2 separate regions of the Pan troglodytes genome follow, and region 2 is linked to region 1. Evidence: chromatin contacts called from public Hi-C data. All regions are on one chromosome and are shown on one strand. Each heading gives the region's core, a stretch centred on a gene start, on an enhancer-like site or on the middle of the called end of the contact. The rest is flanking DNA. Distances are from core to core; before and after follow the strand shown.

The links. A called contact is a pair of places that touch in the nucleus more often than the background predicts.
Region 2: a contact with region 1 is called in a Hi-C map of induced pluripotent stem cells, with 1.5 times the contacts expected there. The contact joins two enhancer-like sites. A contact is called at or near these places in 3 of 7 Hi-C or Micro-C datasets (blood, induced pluripotent stem cells and stem cell-derived neural progenitor cells), 1 of 1 datasets of contacts at active chromatin or transcription factors (stem cell-derived excitatory neurons) and 1 of 1 other capture datasets (stem cell-derived neural stem cells).

The regions. Positions count from the first base shown.
Region 1 is chr5:154,006,978-154,011,042 of NHGRI_mPanTro3-v2.0_pri, forward strand. All of the region lies in intron 1 of VTA1 (vesicle trafficking 1), which reads left to right. Among named protein-coding and RNA genes, the nearest start is that of NMBR, 9.2 kb to the left of the region's middle. Within about 2 kb of position 1,519, at least 1 of the 24 cell types and tissues checked has an H3K27ac peak or open chromatin away from gene starts, as enhancers often do. A contact at or near this core is called in induced pluripotent stem cells, where this site is marked.
Region 2 is chr5:154,228,251-154,232,506 of NHGRI_mPanTro3-v2.0_pri, forward strand. All of the region lies in intron 4 of ADGRG6 (adhesion G protein-coupled receptor G6), which reads left to right. Among named protein-coding and RNA genes, the nearest start is that of ADGRG6, 76 kb to the left of the region's middle. Within about 2 kb of position 1,576, at least 7 of the 24 cell types and tissues checked have an H3K27ac peak or open chromatin away from gene starts, as enhancers often do. A contact at or near this core is called in induced pluripotent stem cells, where this site is marked.

The DNA of each region.
Region 1 (4,065 bases), core at 269-2,768:
CAAATTCAGTTGCTAGATCATATTGTAATTGCATGTTTAGTTTTATTAGAAGCTGTCAAACTGTTTTGCAGAGCATCTACTCTTATTGGCAACACATGAATAAGTGATAGAGTTTCTCTTCATTCTCACCAGCATTTTGTGTCACTATTTTTAATTAGTCATTCTTAATAGGTACAGTGATATCTCATTGTGGTTTTAGTTTTTATTTCCCTGATAGCTAATACAGTTGAAAACCTTTTCATGTGCTTATTTACCATATGGGTATCATCTTCAGTAAAATGTCTTCATGTTTTTGCTCATTATTTTTGAGTTTGAGAGTTCTTAATATATCATAGTTACGTTATCATTTTGAGATTTTTAGTAACAACGTTACTCTGGTTTCTTAGATATTGTTGAGAAAATTACTCCTTTTCCTCAAATGTGAGTTGGATTAAAAACGCAAGCAGATTTACCACTTTCTTTAGATTTAAAAAAATCATTGATACAGCAGAACTTTGTGCTTTTTTATATTTCTCAATTTCTTCTATTAGAAAAATATTTTCCTCTTGAGCCATTCTTGATATAGTAGTTTTCTAGAATATCTTTCATTTCTACTGTATTTTGAAATTTATTAGCTAGAGTTAAGCATTCATCCTAGTTAGTAATAAATGTAAATTAAAGTGGAATAACAATTTTTGACTGTAAAAATATGACTCAGTACAAATGAGTACGCGTTCAGATCCTTGCTGACATGGCTGTGTGATTGGTACAAAGTTTGGAAAGCATTTTGGCAAAATGTAGAGTATCTAATTCAGTAATTCCAGTTTGGGGAAACGTGTTCAGGAAATAACTATACATTTAGTAAGACCTTTATGCAGAATTTCCTGAATGATTATTTATACATTTATGATAAGCTCAAAATAACCTAAAATATATATCATTATGGAAATGGTTAAGTAAATTATGTTATATCCACTGCATAGAAAGTAATGTAATTGTTTAAACATTACAAAGCATCTTCTATAACATGAGGGAAGGTTTATATGAAAGTGTGGAATACGGAATTATTATACATGCAGTTCCATATGTCTATCTGAAGAAATCTTTGTCTTCAGTGACCCCTCATGATTTGAGTTCTGAATCACCTTTTGTAGTTTTAATCAAATTAATTTCATTTTGTTACTAGAACATTAGGCACTTGGTTGTCTTCAAGCCTTTTAACATTCTACTTTATCTGCCTTGACACCTCTTCTCTTCCCCACCACACTCACTAGATTTTTATCCTTTGGGTACTAGCTTGAAAGTCACTTTCTCTGGGAGGCCTTTTCTTAAGTCTCCTAGTTTTAAGGTGTTTCTTTTTGTTCTTTATGTCTTGGTGTAGCTTTACCGTAATTGCTTTTTCATTTGCTTGTCTTTCTTCTAGACTGTAAACTGAGGAAGGCTTACACTGTGCTACCAGTTTTTATTCATTTACTCTGCCTGGTAGTGCTAGGCCACTAGAGATATTTACATAATAAAGAACAGGTGCTCAAAAAGTGTTAGCCAAATTGACCTGAATTTTAAGGCAGTTGTGGTCCCTAGAGGGAAGTATGGCCATACAGTTGTCACCTAATAAGGCAGACAACTAGCATTCCTGTAGCTGATTGGCATTTTAACAGTGCTTTCTTTCAGGATGTCTGCCTCACAGTCTTTCTGGTCCTTCTGTTACTAAGTGATAGAACTAAGACCCGAATAAACAAAGTCAGATTAAAAAAAAACGGTTGAATGAAAAATTGTTGGTAGTAGCTAGTAATTAGAGAACCAGTTATTGAGTGAGCCACAGAGTAACTGAGGGGAAAGGGACTAGTACAATCCATGGCAAAAGAAAAAGGCAAAAAAGCCAGTGAAAAAATCTCGGAGATTCCCCTAAGTGGAGAGTGGAAAATGAAGGAGATGCTTTCTGTTAATAGTATGTCTCTGAGCTCCATCTCTTTATTTTTCTTTAATGAAGCCGGAAAATATTTGAATCTTTACTAAAAGTGGGCACTGTTAGATAAATATTTTGATTCTGCCAGGTTTGGTGCTGTAGATAAAGCTAAACTCAGAACTTTCCCCTTCCTTTTTCAGTTTGCCGTGAGTAACTAAATGTATAAAATTTCAAGTTTCAATTTTTAAAGCTTCCTCTAGGGGGTAACATTGTAAAGTTAATAAACTTCCAGTTAAAGTATACACACAGTCTCAAGAGTCTTCATTTGTTGATATCATCATCAGAAAATTAAATACAGTATAGTTGTTCAGGAAACTGTAAGTATATATAAAGTTATTTCAGTTCTGAGATGTTACAGGACATACCAGTAGAAAATGTTAATTTAGTGTAAATGCTAAATAACAATGGATTTCTTTATTGATAGATGGTAAACTACATGGATATTAGCATTAACAATCACTTGCTTATGCCTGTACTCCTAGCACTTTGGGAGGCCCAGGTGGGCAGATCACGAGGTCAGAAGTTCAAGACCAGCCTGGCCAATATGGTGAAACCCTGTCTACTAAAAATACAAAAATTAGCCGGGCGTGGTAGCGTTTACCTGTAGTCCCAGCTACTCAGGAGGCTGAGGCAGAAGAATCGCTTGAACCCAGGAGGCAGAGGTGGCAGTGAGCCGAGATTGCGCCACTGCACTCCAGCCTGGTGACAGAGCGAGACTCCGTCTCAAAAAAATGATAATAATAATAACTTGCCTCTTACTATTTTTTGTTGGGTTAATCACATAGAAATTGGATTTTAAATTCATTCAGACAAGTTTAACTAAACCAATAAAGAGAAGCAGTTCCTTTCAGTCTTTGCTGGTTCCTGAATGATAAACTAGAGTCTATAGTCTTATTGCTTGATTACTTACTTTTTTTTATTAATAAGCTTTCTCAGGGTACTTTACTGTAGCAGTGACAATAAACACACAGAATGTTGGACTACTGATTTATCCGTTAGCCTTCCATTCCTCTTAAGTTTGTTTTTGTGAACATATATGCAAACATGAGTTTTATTTTTAAAAATTATTTCTTTCCTTTTTGAATAATGTCAACTCATTTTACATCTCTTTAGAAAAAACCGTAAAGTTGAAGGGGCTGTGGAGTCAGATAACACATTCTTAACTTTCATTTCTTTTTTGGCATTCATACAGGTTTAAGCATCTTTGATAAGGTTTGTCTTCTATGACAATTATATTTGGTTGTTCAAAGTGGAAGCTTATATACTCTTGAACAGTCAAGGTATATATATAGTAGATTTCAATAACCATGCTTGATATAAGTTCCTACTTTCCCTGAAATTCTTCATTGGGCTGTTACATTTACATTTTTTATGTTTTTTTATATTTATTTTTCTGTGGCTTGTCAGATTTTTATGTTTTTACTATTTTGGGTTTTTTTTTTTAACCTCAATTTATTATTGTTTCTACTTGGTGACCCTTAACAAGTCTTGGAGGAGCAATTCTTTGTTGTCAGGGCTGCCCAGTACCTTTCAGGATATTACTGTTTTAAATGGTGGTAGTACCCCCAGACATTGCATTTTAAAATAGAAGTTAAAAAAAAAAAAAGCCTCCACACTTTTGTAGCTCCCCCGAGAGGCAGTATAATGGAAAATCTAAATACCTATCAGTATGGAAAGTTTATATTATGTAACTGTCAAAGATATATGGAGTTACATTTATTACAAAAGCTGCCATAGCCCACAGCATAATGTAAAAATGAAGGGTGCAAACAAATTACATGTTGCAATGTATATAACATTTGTGGTTATATATAATTGTATATGTGTATATGAAGAGAGACATCTTGCTGGATGCAGGGTAAGACTCTGGAGCCACACTGCCTGAGTCAAATCCTAACCTGTCGTTTATGGCCTGCATGACCTTATGAGTTTCAGGTTTTTTATTAATATACTCAGGATAATAATAAGATCAACTTCACAAAATTTTTTGGTGGATTAATCAATTTTTCTATTTTTATGTGACTAAATGAATACATGATCCATGGCAATTACTCGTTTGATATTAGTTATTATCAAGTTATTATTATTCCAGTTCAGTGGGATCTTATCAATAGTATATT
Region 2 (4,256 bases), core at 326-2,825, 220 kb after region 1:
GAAAGTAACATAGTAGAATTGAACTGACTCAATTCAACGTTAAAATATCCTGTCATTTTTTTCACGTATTAAACATCCTAGCCTTAATAAAATTGATATATTATTAATAAATACTCTAACGATTTTAGTATATGACTTTGTTTTCCTATACTTTTCTAAAAAATATTTGGGAATTTTACCTTAATTAGGAAATTTTCAGCAGATTTTTAAAAACATGGTTAAACCTGTCAATACTTTTAAAAACGAAATGTTTATTTAGCAGTAAATCTGCTTCATTTTATAGCATCTTCATTTTTCTCATAACAATTTTATTAAATACATTCAGTTTTATGACCCTCATGGATAGATAAATTTTTAGTGGACTCTTTAATTATAGGTGCAAGTATTTATTTGCCTGTGTAATGATTCAAGTTTAGATACTGGCTGATGTCCGTCAATTTTCACAAAGAACAGACAGTGCCTTCTCTACTAGTTTTATTTATTTTACTGATTACTACTCTTTCCTGAGGGAGTGGTACAGTATAACGCAATGAATAGTCTAAGTTCAAACAAATTACATTTATTTTAACAAGCATTTATTAGGCACTTCCATCGGTTAGCTACTGTGGATGTAGAGATAAGACACACTTCATAAATACTTTATTGTTATTCTTTTCTGAAATTTCTGGATTTGTATTTTTGTTTCCCTCTCTAGGATTTTTTACAGAGTTTGCTAAGGTTTCATCAACTCTTGGATTTTTACCGTTTCATAATCATTACAGTTCTGTTCTTCATAGCTATAAAACTTCAATTCATTATTGGCTCCTCCCTTGCATTTCTAACAAATGATTGAATGTAATATTTTTAGATTACTAAATCATTTTTAAATAATAAAATTAAGATAAAATCATTTTATCTTTACAAAGGACTTTATACTTTGAGGATTCCCAAACTCTTTATGAACATAGATGACTAAATTTCACTTTAAATATATTTATTTATGAAAAGTTGAAAAATTCATCTTAGTAGCAACTGCAAAGAAAAAAATGAAAGGAATTACTGTTTTTATTTTTCTGTTATTGCAACTTATTGTGAGGATTTGCTCTTTGGTTATTTGGAGTATCATTAAGTAGGTATGAGAGGAGCAGTGGGCTACACATCAGTCTTTTTTACCACAACTTGTGTAAATATTAACATATAGTGACTCCTTTCAGTAGCATAATTTGGAAAGTACAACAGATAGAGAAGGATTAACGGCTTTAGAGTTTTTCCTCAACTGCCTGTTTCCAGCGATTACATTTTTTTCAAGAAAACTTGGCTCTAAATGTTGCTGTTAATGTTGTAAAACTTTGCTTCTTAGTTCAGCTAGAACCCGGGTTCTTGTCACACAGCTAGGAAAATTTAGGCACACGGACACAATGAGTGGTCAGTAGAGCAGGACTTTATTGGGCAAAAAGGAAAAACAAAACAAAAAACAACAACAAAAAGCTCAGCAAAGTGAGACGGAGGCCTGCTAACAGGCCCTCCACCTCACTGATTGATTCCCAGGTCCCCACAGGAGCTGGAGAGAGCAGCCTCCTCCCCTGCATAAGGCATGAATTCCCCGTGGCTCCACCCACCTCCCACAAGTCGGGCTCCAGTCCTCTGTGGGCAGGCTCAGGCAAGGCCTGGGCAGGTTTCCTCATCTGCACAAAAGCATCTGATGTAAACACTTGTGGGGCGGGTGGGAGATTCTCCGGGGGCCCCTTTTTATCTGCCTAGACATTTGGCTGTCTCATTAATATTAAGTAAACACCTGAAAACACCTTTCTGGTAGCCTCGAAAATCAGTGAACACATACACATCATATTCTAAAACCAATTTGTTGATGATAAAACATACCATTATCCAGGAGAGTGGATTGTTTGTTCTTTCTTAACAACCTCCTGATGTGTAAATCCATCAGCCAAAGAAAACTGATTGTGATATTGACTTTTTATGCAGATATGCTGAAAATGGAACTGGGTAGAAATAAAGTTTGTATACACTTTTGATAGTTCATGTATTTGTTTATTTTGGTGTGTTTGTAATGCAAGTTTTCATTTATCAATTAAATTTCCTTTAAATTAGTCACTTGTATTTATACCATTTTTACTTAAAAATATTCCAGTGTGATTTTTATTGTTATATTGGATCATATTAAAATAGTGTTTATTGAGTGTTTAAAGCAATGTCTATTTGCTAAACTAGAAGTTCCCCAGAAGGAACAGCTAACTAAAATACTGAGAAGTAAATGTTGCAGTTTCCCATAAAAGAATGCTACATATTGAAATTTATACTTGTTACTGTGCAGTGAAACTGATGAAATGTTCAAGAAAATTGTTAAATATCTTGCTCTAACTCATAGCTCTTCTGATTTTCTTTTCCTATTTTTACCTCTAAGCTCTTTAACATACTGGGAATGTAGTTTGCCTAAAAACTGCTTTCCCACAACACTGAGCCCTTATCTCCCTTTGTCTTCCAGAGATATTGTATCAGTGCCAGAAGTGGCCTAAGAAGCCCTAGACTGCCAACATTGTGTGTAATATGAGAACCACAGGAACTCCCTCCAGGGTCTCCTCTGTTGCATGCTACAGAGGCTGAGATTTCATTAGTCTCTGAACTTTAAAGGCTTTTTAGTTTGCGGAAGTCCCTTACAAAATATAAGTACCTACAAAAGGGAGGTCCTACAAAAAATGGGCATACAGTAAATGTGATGCAAGGGAATAATGGGCAAAAAGCATTCAAGACAAAATTCCACCTCAGTCCTGCCTTAACTTCTGCCTCCTCAAATGTTCTTTTTTCATTGTGCATTTGCTTAAGTTTTCAATCTTTAAAACTCCCCCTTCCTCTCTCTGCTTCCTTTCACAGCCAAGCTTCCTCTTCTTGCATTCACTCGTCAGACCTTGGCAGTCTAGATTTCATCATTCCCACACAACTCAAACTATTTTCTATAGAGGTACTACCAAAATCCCAATGCAAAGTTAAAGGTCTTCTCATTCTTTATCATTCTTGGCCTTTCTGGTATTCTTGATATTGTCACACCCTGCATTAAACTTTCTTCTCTTAAATTATGTAAAACCACCTCTGTAAAAGCTGTTTTTACCTTTTTAAGTCTATAGCTCTTTTTCTTATATCTGATGCTTAAATATAGAAATATCTGTGGTTCCATCCTGTTTCCTTCTCAAATCTACAATCTATCTCCAGTGATCCCAAACACTCTATAGCTTCTGATGAGTATTTCCTGGCTACACCTCTTACAAAAACACTTTTGCATCTAGGTGTCACACAGGCACCTCAGTTTCCGTTACTGGACTTAGTGTTTACCCTACCCCACCTAAGTCTGCTCTTCTTCTGTTATTTCCCATCTCCTTTTATTAGATCGATATGTACCAGTTTTTGAAGTTGGAAATTAGCAAAACGTCCTCTATTCTTCCTTTTTTCCCCTGTCTTGGTTGCTAAATGTTATGCATTCTATCTTTAAATTTCTTGTGTCTGTATCTATCTCTTTCTGTCAATCCTTATTACTTATGATATCAAGGCTGAATTATTAGTAGTAGTCCTGCTTCTGTTTCCCTTCTTTTGGTTGTAGAACCTAAATGATTGTTTTCAAATGAAATCTAGTTTACTTGCCTACCTCCTCATTTTCCCTCACTGCCTTTAAGAAAGAGTTCACAGGCTGGGCGCGGTGGCTCACGCCTGTAATCCCAGCGCTTTGGGAGGCCGAGGCGGGCGGATCACGAGGTCAGGAGATTGAGACCATCCTGGCTAACACGGTGAAACCCTGTCTCTACTAAAAATACAAAAAATTAGCCTGGCATGGTGGTGGGCGCCTGTAGTCCCAGCTACTTGGGAGGCTGAGGCAGGAGAATGGCGGGAATCCGGGAGGCAGAGTTTGCAGTGAGCCAAGATCGTGCCACTGCACCCCAGCCTGGGCAACAGAGCGACACTCCATCTCAAAAAAAGAAAAAGAAAGAGTTCACAATGTTAGTTCACCTGGTGAACCCAAAATATCTGAGACAGGTTTCAATTAGTTTAGAAAGTTTATTTTTCCGAAGTTAAGGACACACCCGTGACACAGCCTCAGGGGGTCCTGATGACGTGTGCCCAAGATGGTCAGGGTACAGCTTGTTTTTATATGTTTTAGGGACACAATACATCAACCAATACATGTAAGATTTACATTGGTTCAATCTGGAGAAGGGTGGGACAACTCGAAGTAGTGGGGAGAGGGCTTCCAGGTCATAGGTAGATTTAAA